2 separate regions of the Mus musculus genome follow, and region 2 is linked to region 1. A link is a contact called in public promoter capture Hi-C data. All regions are on one chromosome and are shown on one strand. The core of a region is the stretch at or near the end of the contact, and the rest is flanking DNA. Distances in the headings are between cores, read along the strand shown.

Region 1 (3,825 bases), core at 930-3,429:
CTCTAGTCCCTTGTGCCCTAAGACCAAGATCTTGGCATGTGGCCCAAACTGGCCTTGATTTTGAGATCCTCCTGGCTCAGCCTCCAATCGTCTGAATAACAAAGATCGCCATGCCCAAGCTGAATGTTTTGTTAAAGTTATACTTTTAACGACTTGTGCATGTATGTACGGGTGTACAGGAGCCGCAGCATGCGTAGAGATCAGACATTTTGTGAGTTGCTTTTCTCCACCCTGGGGTTCTCTGGGATGGAACTCAGGTCATTAGGCCTGGTGGCAGGTGAATTTAATTACCTCCTGAGCTATCTTGCCAGCACCATTAACATTTTTTGACTTCTTTTTTGCTTTTTTTTTTAATGTGTATGTTCTGTCTGCATGTATGTTTGTGTACCACATGCATGTCTGGTGCCTGAAGAGTTCAGAAGAAGCATCAAATCGCAGGATTTTTAACTGGACACAAAGCCAAGGGTGAGCCTGGTCTTTCTGATCCTCTTAGCTCTCTCTCCAGTGTTGGAACGCTGGCGCGCACCACAGGCCTCATTACCACCACCACCCCCTTTTTTTTCTTCAGTGTTGGGTTGAATCAAGGGTTTCATGAATGCTAGCCAAAGTTCATACTTGTTCTTAATGGCATAAAGCTTAACCAAGGCTCACTCTTTAGACGTCAATCTTTCAATGGATTTGGTATGTATTATACTTTCTGCTGACAAGAAGCTGTGAGGCCTCGGGGAGATGATACCTGTGAATGTGTGGCATCTTATCTCTGTTCCTACCTGCACCCAGAGGAAGCGCAGAGAGGAGCTACAGAAAGCCTTGAGAGTTCTTGACCTCTCTCATCTGCCTCACCTTTGTATGAATCGCAAAACAGGATGCTTCTGTCTTCAGTCTTTCTTCTCCCACATAATCTCCCAGGGAAAGAAGTACTGAGAAACAGAAGTGGAGGGTCGGGTGGGTGTACAAGAAATGGGTTCATCTGGGACTGTGACGGGTCTTCACCAAACCGAAACACAGGGACTTCGGTAACCGAAGCTCAGCCCAGCTGCTGCTGCTTCTGTCTGTTAAGGTCAGAACTGTGACCTAGGCTACAAGGCTGTTCTAAGTCTTCAGTGGCCTTGTGGCCAAGCAGAACTGAGCACACTTTCAACCCCAGCTCTTGGGGGCTAGGCAGGAGGATCTCTAAGTCTGAGGCTAGCCTGGTCTACATAACAAGTTCTAGGTAAGCCCTGGGCTGGAGAGATGGCTCAGCAGTCCAGAGCACCGACTGTTCTTCCAAAGGTCCTGATTCAATTCCCAGCAACCACATTACAACCATCTGTAATGAGAGCTGATGCCCTCTTCTGGCGTGTCTGAATATACTCATATAAATTAAATAAAATCTTTAAAAAATAAAATTAAAAAAAAATTTTTAAAGGCCCCAAGGTGGACGTGAAGAAGCTGTAAAGGGTGAATTTAGCAAATGCCCTCGCAAGCTGGGAGGTGGTGGCTCCCACCCTTAAATCCAGCACTCAAGGCAGAGGCAGGTGGATCTGAGTCTAAGGTTGGTCTGGTCTACAGAGTGAGTTCCAGGACGGCCAGGGCTACACAGAGAAACCCTGTCCTAGAAAACCAAACCAAACAAAACAAAAAGAGTAATGTCTGATCTCTCTGTTTCTACATTTAATGCTGAAAGATGAATGTGACATTTAAAGTCACACATAGCCTATGGGGTTTACAGACTCAGAGCCTAGAGAGCAAAAAAGTAAAGAAGAATATGAAGGCCCTGTGCCCGATAAGCCGTGTGCCCCTGGGGCACACATGGCAATGACAGTGGGCAGCTATGATTCAGTTCTAGCCTGCTGTATTGTCTACTGTACTGCCAGGTAGGAACGCAGGTCAAGTGCTGTAACTGATTAACTGATTCCCTAAGAAGACAGTTAGAGTATGAGTGTGTGCGTTTGTGTGTTCAGGAGTGCCTGTGTGTGTGTGTGTGTGTGTGTGTGTGTGTGGTGGGCAAGCAAAGAGCTCTACAAATGAGTCGCACCCCTAGACAAAAGCTTTTAGCTATTAAGCATGAACTTTATTATAACAAGGATGATTATTTCTGGTTGGGATTAAAGCAAAAACCAAAAAGCTTCACTACCTGCACACGCGCGTTTGGAGTGTCGGTGCTTAAAGTGAAACTGATGGTCTGTGTTCCCATCGAGTGCGAGCCTCAGACCTCTGCTAACACACACCTTAAAATGCTTAAATTCCTCAGGACACTCAGCGGTACACATACGGGCGGCCCTTAGAGACAGGGTGAGGACAGTGTGTGGAGTGTCAGCGCGTAGAGTGGGAAGAAAGGGCAGGTGGACAGACACCAACGGAACAACAGCCACAGACACACTTGATGTAGAGACAAAGGGGGAAAGTTGGTAAAGTACCTGCTGTCCAGGAAGACCTGAGTTTGGGTCCCCAGCACTGTGTAAAATCTGGGCGTAGCAGCTGATCTGGGACCACAGTGTTGGGGCGCGAGGCCAGGAGGATCCTTGAACTTACTGGCTGGCTAGCTCAGTCACACACTGAACTCCATGTTCAGAGAGAGACTGGAGACACCTGATGCCAACCCGTGGCCCCCACAAGCAGAAGCAGGCAGGCACTCGCGCACGCACACACACACACACACACACACACACACACACACACACACACACACACACTGTGGTAGAGACTGGAGACACCTGATGCCAACCCGTGGCCCCCACAAGCAGAAGCAGGCAGGCACGCGCGCGCGCACACACACACACACACACACACACACACACACTGTGGTAAAGCAGCGCTTCAAGAGTTATTTTGGGGAAGTTCATCGTCAGAAAGGTCCCTTTCTCATTTGTTACCCAAATAGAACAAAGACCTAACTCACCTGAAAGGCATTTGTAAAAATCTATCAAGTTTTATAACCTTAAAATCTTACCCAAACTGGCACGTTTGGGTTCACATAAATACATATCGATACACTTTAAACCCCAGAAGTGCAGACACAAGCCTGAGGGACTGCACAGCTGCCACAGGCCCACTGCCTCCGAAGGGTCTCTGACCCATACGCAACTGTCAGCTTTTACCCTGAGTCCGTGAGGAGAACTTCTCCTTTGTTCAAAAACCTTTGAACAAGCTCACCTCCGAACTAAGGGATTTGCTAACAGGCACTTGGCCCGAAAGGGCTTAGAGAAAGTGTTCTTAAGGTCTCCTGGGCTGTTAGTCATCTGGACACCACTGAGTCAGCATCCACGGTGTTCAGAAGATAGAGTTCAGGCTGAGCGGTCAGTCCCAGGCGGTACTGAGGGAGGACAAAAGCACAGGGAGACAGTTAGTGTCACTAGCAAGGAATTACACTGTGGACGTACACATTATTTTGGCCTCTTTGCTCAGTACAATTGAATTTTATTTCAGAATAGAAAATGGTGTTATGTGAGGTTCTTATTTAAGATCATGGACACTTTTTAGATTTTTATTTTAGGTACATCAGTGTATGTAGTGTGCACACGTCTGCTGCCCACAGGGGTCAGAGGGAGGCACTGGATCCCCTGGGATTGGACCTAGAGAGGGCGTGTGGAGGTCAGCCACACAGCAGCCAAGCAACCCTGAGGTAGAGAGAGCACTCTAGAGAAAGGCTGCAGCCTGGAGTGCCAGAGAAAGCGTGCTTAGAACACAGGCAGGGGGTGAAAACCTTCAGTGTGTGTGCTTCGTGGCTGCCTGAGATGGAGCTGAGTTAAGGATGATGCTAAATGCATTCTGACTGTCTCATGACGAGAGTGAAGCTAGGTTGGGACTTTAGGATAGATAATATGACCACAGTGTACTGGAAAT
Region 2 (3,848 bases), core at 962-3,461, 180 kb before region 1:
TATTTATATAACAGTATGTGGGAAACTCACTGCGGGTAGATTCTTCCCAGCAAAATGAGGACCCCAGAACACTGGAGATGAGGCACTCCCTGAAGGACAGGGTCCATGTTCATGTTTGCATCCAGTGGCCAGGTATGAGGAAGTCACATACTGAATTCCCTCCCTAACAGAGAAGTAGCACCCCAAGGACTAACACAGGTGGTGGGGAGCTAGCTGTCTGCAGACTAGGGAATGAGAGAAATGCAAGGGAATGGGGCTAGAACAGAAGTACAGTGCTGAGAAGAGAAGCCTAAAAGCTTGGGTTTTGGGGTACCCCCCTTCTTTTGTGGAGGTGATGGTGCAATCCAGGGCCTGTGCATCCTAGCCTGGTGCTTCCCTCCTCAGCCCCAGAGGAAAGGCATGGAGTAGATCAGCTGTAGGTGATAGTACCTAGGCATTTGGCCATTTCCTTTCTGAAAGATATTTTTCTCTGTGTCTGGGCCCAGAAGGTACCCCTTGGCTTTTCCCGAACAAGAAGGGATCTTTCTAACTATGTTTCTGACACCAATTTCTTGCAGACCAGAGGGATCAATCTTTCTTGCATCCGGACCTGTGTGGTGGTGGCAGAGGAGCGGCCCCGTGTCAGCCTTCAGCAGTCCTTCTCCAAGCTCTTCAAAGACATCGGTCTGTCCCCTCGAGCTGTCAGCACCACTTTTGGATCCAGAGTCAATGTAGCAATATGTTTACAGGTAACACCATGTTGATGTGTGGTATTTAATAATTCTATTAGTTCTTATTATGACCCTACGAGTCCCACAGTAATTGAGTCAGAGTTACATGGATTTATTTAATCAGCATTAGCATATTTACTGGGCGATGTTTTGATTTTGCTGTTTAAAAGATTTATTTATTTAATGTATGTGAGCACACTGTTGCAGACACACCAGAAGAGGGCATCAGATCCCATTACAGATGGATGTGAGCCACCATGTGGTTGCTGGGAATTGAACTCACAGCCTCTGGAAGACCAGCCTGTGCTCTTAACCCCTGAGCCATCTCTCCAGCCCCCTTGGGTGATGTTTTTTACACTAGACTGGCCATTTCCCAACTAGACTCCCCAAGTTATTTACTGTTTGAGTCTCACCTGGGTTATTTCTGCTCCATCTGACTGTCCTCAGGAGGCATTTCTCTTGGCCACATGTCCTAGTCCATCCTGTCTAATGGAGACCTCTGGCTCTCCTGTCTTCTTTCTCCTTCCTCCCTCGTGGTCCCTACCTGTGACCCCTAAGCCTAGGAACCAAGGCCTTGTCTACTCTATTCTCCAAGTAATTGGCTGTCAGCCACTTTTGTTTAATCAGTCAGAGACTAAAAACAAGCAAAGTTTACACATCATTTGGTGTATGGGGGAAAGTGCTGGTTTTGACTGCAACCAGATCCAATGTTTAGCATTTTGAAAACAAGCAGTTCCAGACCAGCTCCAGCACCATGAAGTTCTTGTTGCTGCTGCTGGGTCTTTGAGACAGAGTTGCCTGACCATGAACTCACAGCAGTCTCCCTGCCTCAGTCTTCTGACCCCCTGAGTAGACTGTGAGGCCTTGTAGTGTCTTCAAGGCCATGCTGCTCTGCCTGAGACTGGTTCTGCTGGGTCACTGTGGAGATTTAGGCTTTTTATCTTGCCTGCTGCATCTCCTATGTTCATCTATAAAATGATGCCTTTGTTTGCCCAGGGTTGGCCTACAGGTCAGCGGATTACTAGGGAAGCACTCAGACAAGAGCAAGCCAGTGGCCTCCATGTGATACTCTCTCCTAGTACAGAGTGCTCCAGGAACCTCCCTGAGTCCCTTTTTTTTTTTTAAAGATGTATTTATTTTATGTATATGAGTACACTGTAGCTGTACTGATGGTTTTGAGCCACCATTTGGTTGCTGGGATTTGAACTCAGGACCTTCGGAAGAGCAGTCAGTGCCCTTAACCTCTGAGCCATCTCTCCAGCCCCCTGAGTCCTATTTTAATGTCATTAATTAATTAATATACATCCTTCTTGTCCCCCATATTTTGCCTTCTAAAAATAAAGCTGCATCTTTTGCCATGTTGTTCTGGGTAGATCTAGAACAGTCTGACTTTATGTGCTTGGCAGCTCATGAGGCAAGTGCATGCATGCATAGCCAAGGGGAAGAGAGGGTGACTAAGACTCTGGTCTCCAGTGACCCAGGTCAAGAGGCTTGCAGGAAATGTCATCATACTTCCCTGTAGAGTCCCATCCTGCCCCTTGCTCTCATCAGCCCCTGCTCTGAGCCCTGGGTAGGGAACTACCCAAACCCACTCCCCAGGCTTGGTACTGCTTCATTGCTGCAGAGATAGCCAAGAGGTTGCCAGGCCCAAGGCTCCTCCCCGCTCCCCCTTTTATGGCTCACTTGGTTAAAGAGAAAGTGAGAATGAGCTCTCCGACAGCAGACATTTCCCATTTGTGGAAGAGAGACAGCTCGTTCAGGCTTTAAATAAACAGTGTGCTGGTTTGTTCTTCTTTAGGGAACCTCAGGGCCGGATCCAACAACTGTGTATGTGGATCTGAAGTCGCTGAGACATGACAGGTATGGTGAGCACAGAGCTTGACCTCAACATCAGCACCCCTGTCCTGCTCTTGTTTACATCTTGAGGGGTGATGCAGGAAGGGGAAGGTCTCATGTCTGTCATTAGTAAATAATAGGAATTTTGTTTATGAAAAAAAAGCTTCAGTTCTCACAGTTGCTTCATTGACATTAGCTTTAGGCCTTGGTTGGTTTTTCATCACCCAAGAGGTGGAGTAGGATTTGAAACCCCAGTTTGTTATATAGTCTGAGCTGGCCTAAAACTTACAGCCATCCTCCTGCCTCTGATTCTGCTAGATTATAGGCATGAGGAATCATGCCTGGCTTGCTGTATTGTTCTATAATTAAAATGTAATCTTAGTTTCTAGCTATAAATGTATATACTTTTGTGGGGCTGCGTGTGGGGCGCACGCCTTTAACTGTAGCACTCAAGCAGGCGGATCTCTGAGTTCCAGGATAGCCAGAGCTATACAGGGAGACCCTGTCTCAAAAACAAAAACAAAAACAAAAGAAAACAAACAATAGATAGTGTCTTTGTTCTGCAGTTCAAAAAAATGAGGCAGACGTGAGGCCAGGACAGGGCTTTGACACAACACTTAATCTGAGTCCATAGTTTGTGAAGCCGCTTTTTCTCTCACTGAGATTTTAAGTTTTGTCCCACAGCGTGATGCTGAGATACGGAGCCCTTTGCACATTAGGCTGGTGGCTAGTCCCCAGTGTGCCTAGGCAGAGACCCCAGGCCACACTCGTGCTGGGTGTGTGTGTGTGAGCATGCGTGCATATGTGCGCACCAGAAAACTACCCTAGGTGGTGTTACTTGGTTCCTCAGGGACCATCCACCTTGTTTTCTGGGACAGGGTCAATCTCTGAGACCTGTGGCTTGCCAATTCTGAGAAGATTGCTCTCTGGGCAGCCTCGTAGACTCCCCTGTCTCTGCCTCCCAGCACCGGAGTCATGGACATGAGTCACAGTACTTGGTGTCACGGTTAAGCAGCAGCACTCCACCTGCTGACATATCTGGTGGCCTGACGGCAGGTCTCCTTCCCTGGAGAGGCTCGCCTCTCGACTCCTGGGAACAGGTTGTTACAGTGGGAGCTGCTGTTGAAACCTAGTAAACTGACCCAGAGCATCAAGTGTGTGGAGTGTGAGAAGCCCACTTTGGGAGCAGAGGTGCCAGTTAGACATCCTGAGGAGGTAGCTGCAGTAGTGAACCCCATTTTATAAAGACTAGACATTAACCCCTGTTTCTCTACAGGGTCCGTCTTGTGGAACGGGGTGCCC

What was found. Capture Hi-C pulls out chosen DNA fragments and counts their contacts.
Region 2: a contact with region 1 is called in a promoter capture Hi-C map of liver. The contact joins two enhancer-like sites. A contact is called at or near these places in 1 of 15 datasets of contacts at CTCF or cohesin (the NIH/3T3 cell line), 7 of 484 Hi-C or Micro-C datasets (the HPC-7 cell line, embryonic fibroblasts, embryonic stem cells and 1 more), 1 of 115 datasets of contacts at active chromatin or transcription factors (large pre-B cells) and 4 of 9 other capture datasets (adipose tissue, embryonic stem cells, liver and 1 more).

The regions. Positions count from the first base shown.
Region 1 is chr15:100,385,867-100,389,691 of GRCm38.p6, forward strand. It overlaps Slc11a2 (solute carrier family 11 (proton-coupled divalent metal ion transporters), member 2), which reads right to left. Exons shown (of 17, transcript NM_008732.2): 17 at 2,032-3,295. The coding sequence ends at 3,218. Among named protein-coding and RNA genes, the nearest start is that of Higd1c, 23 kb to the left of the region's middle. Within about 2 kb of position 2,180, at least 38 of the 459 cell types and tissues checked have an H3K27ac peak or open chromatin away from gene starts, as enhancers often do. A contact at or near this core is called in liver and pancreatic islet, where this site is marked.
Region 2 is chr15:100,202,575-100,206,422 of GRCm38.p6, forward strand. It overlaps Dip2b (disco interacting protein 2 homolog B), which reads left to right. Exons shown (of 38, transcript NM_001159361.2): 32 at 558-728; 33 at 2,509-2,570; 34 at 3,823-3,848. Among named protein-coding and RNA genes, the nearest start is that of Atf1, 23 kb to the right of the region's middle. Within about 2 kb of position 2,212, at least 88 of the 459 cell types and tissues checked have an H3K27ac peak or open chromatin away from gene starts, as enhancers often do. A contact at or near this core is called in liver and pancreatic islet, where this site is marked.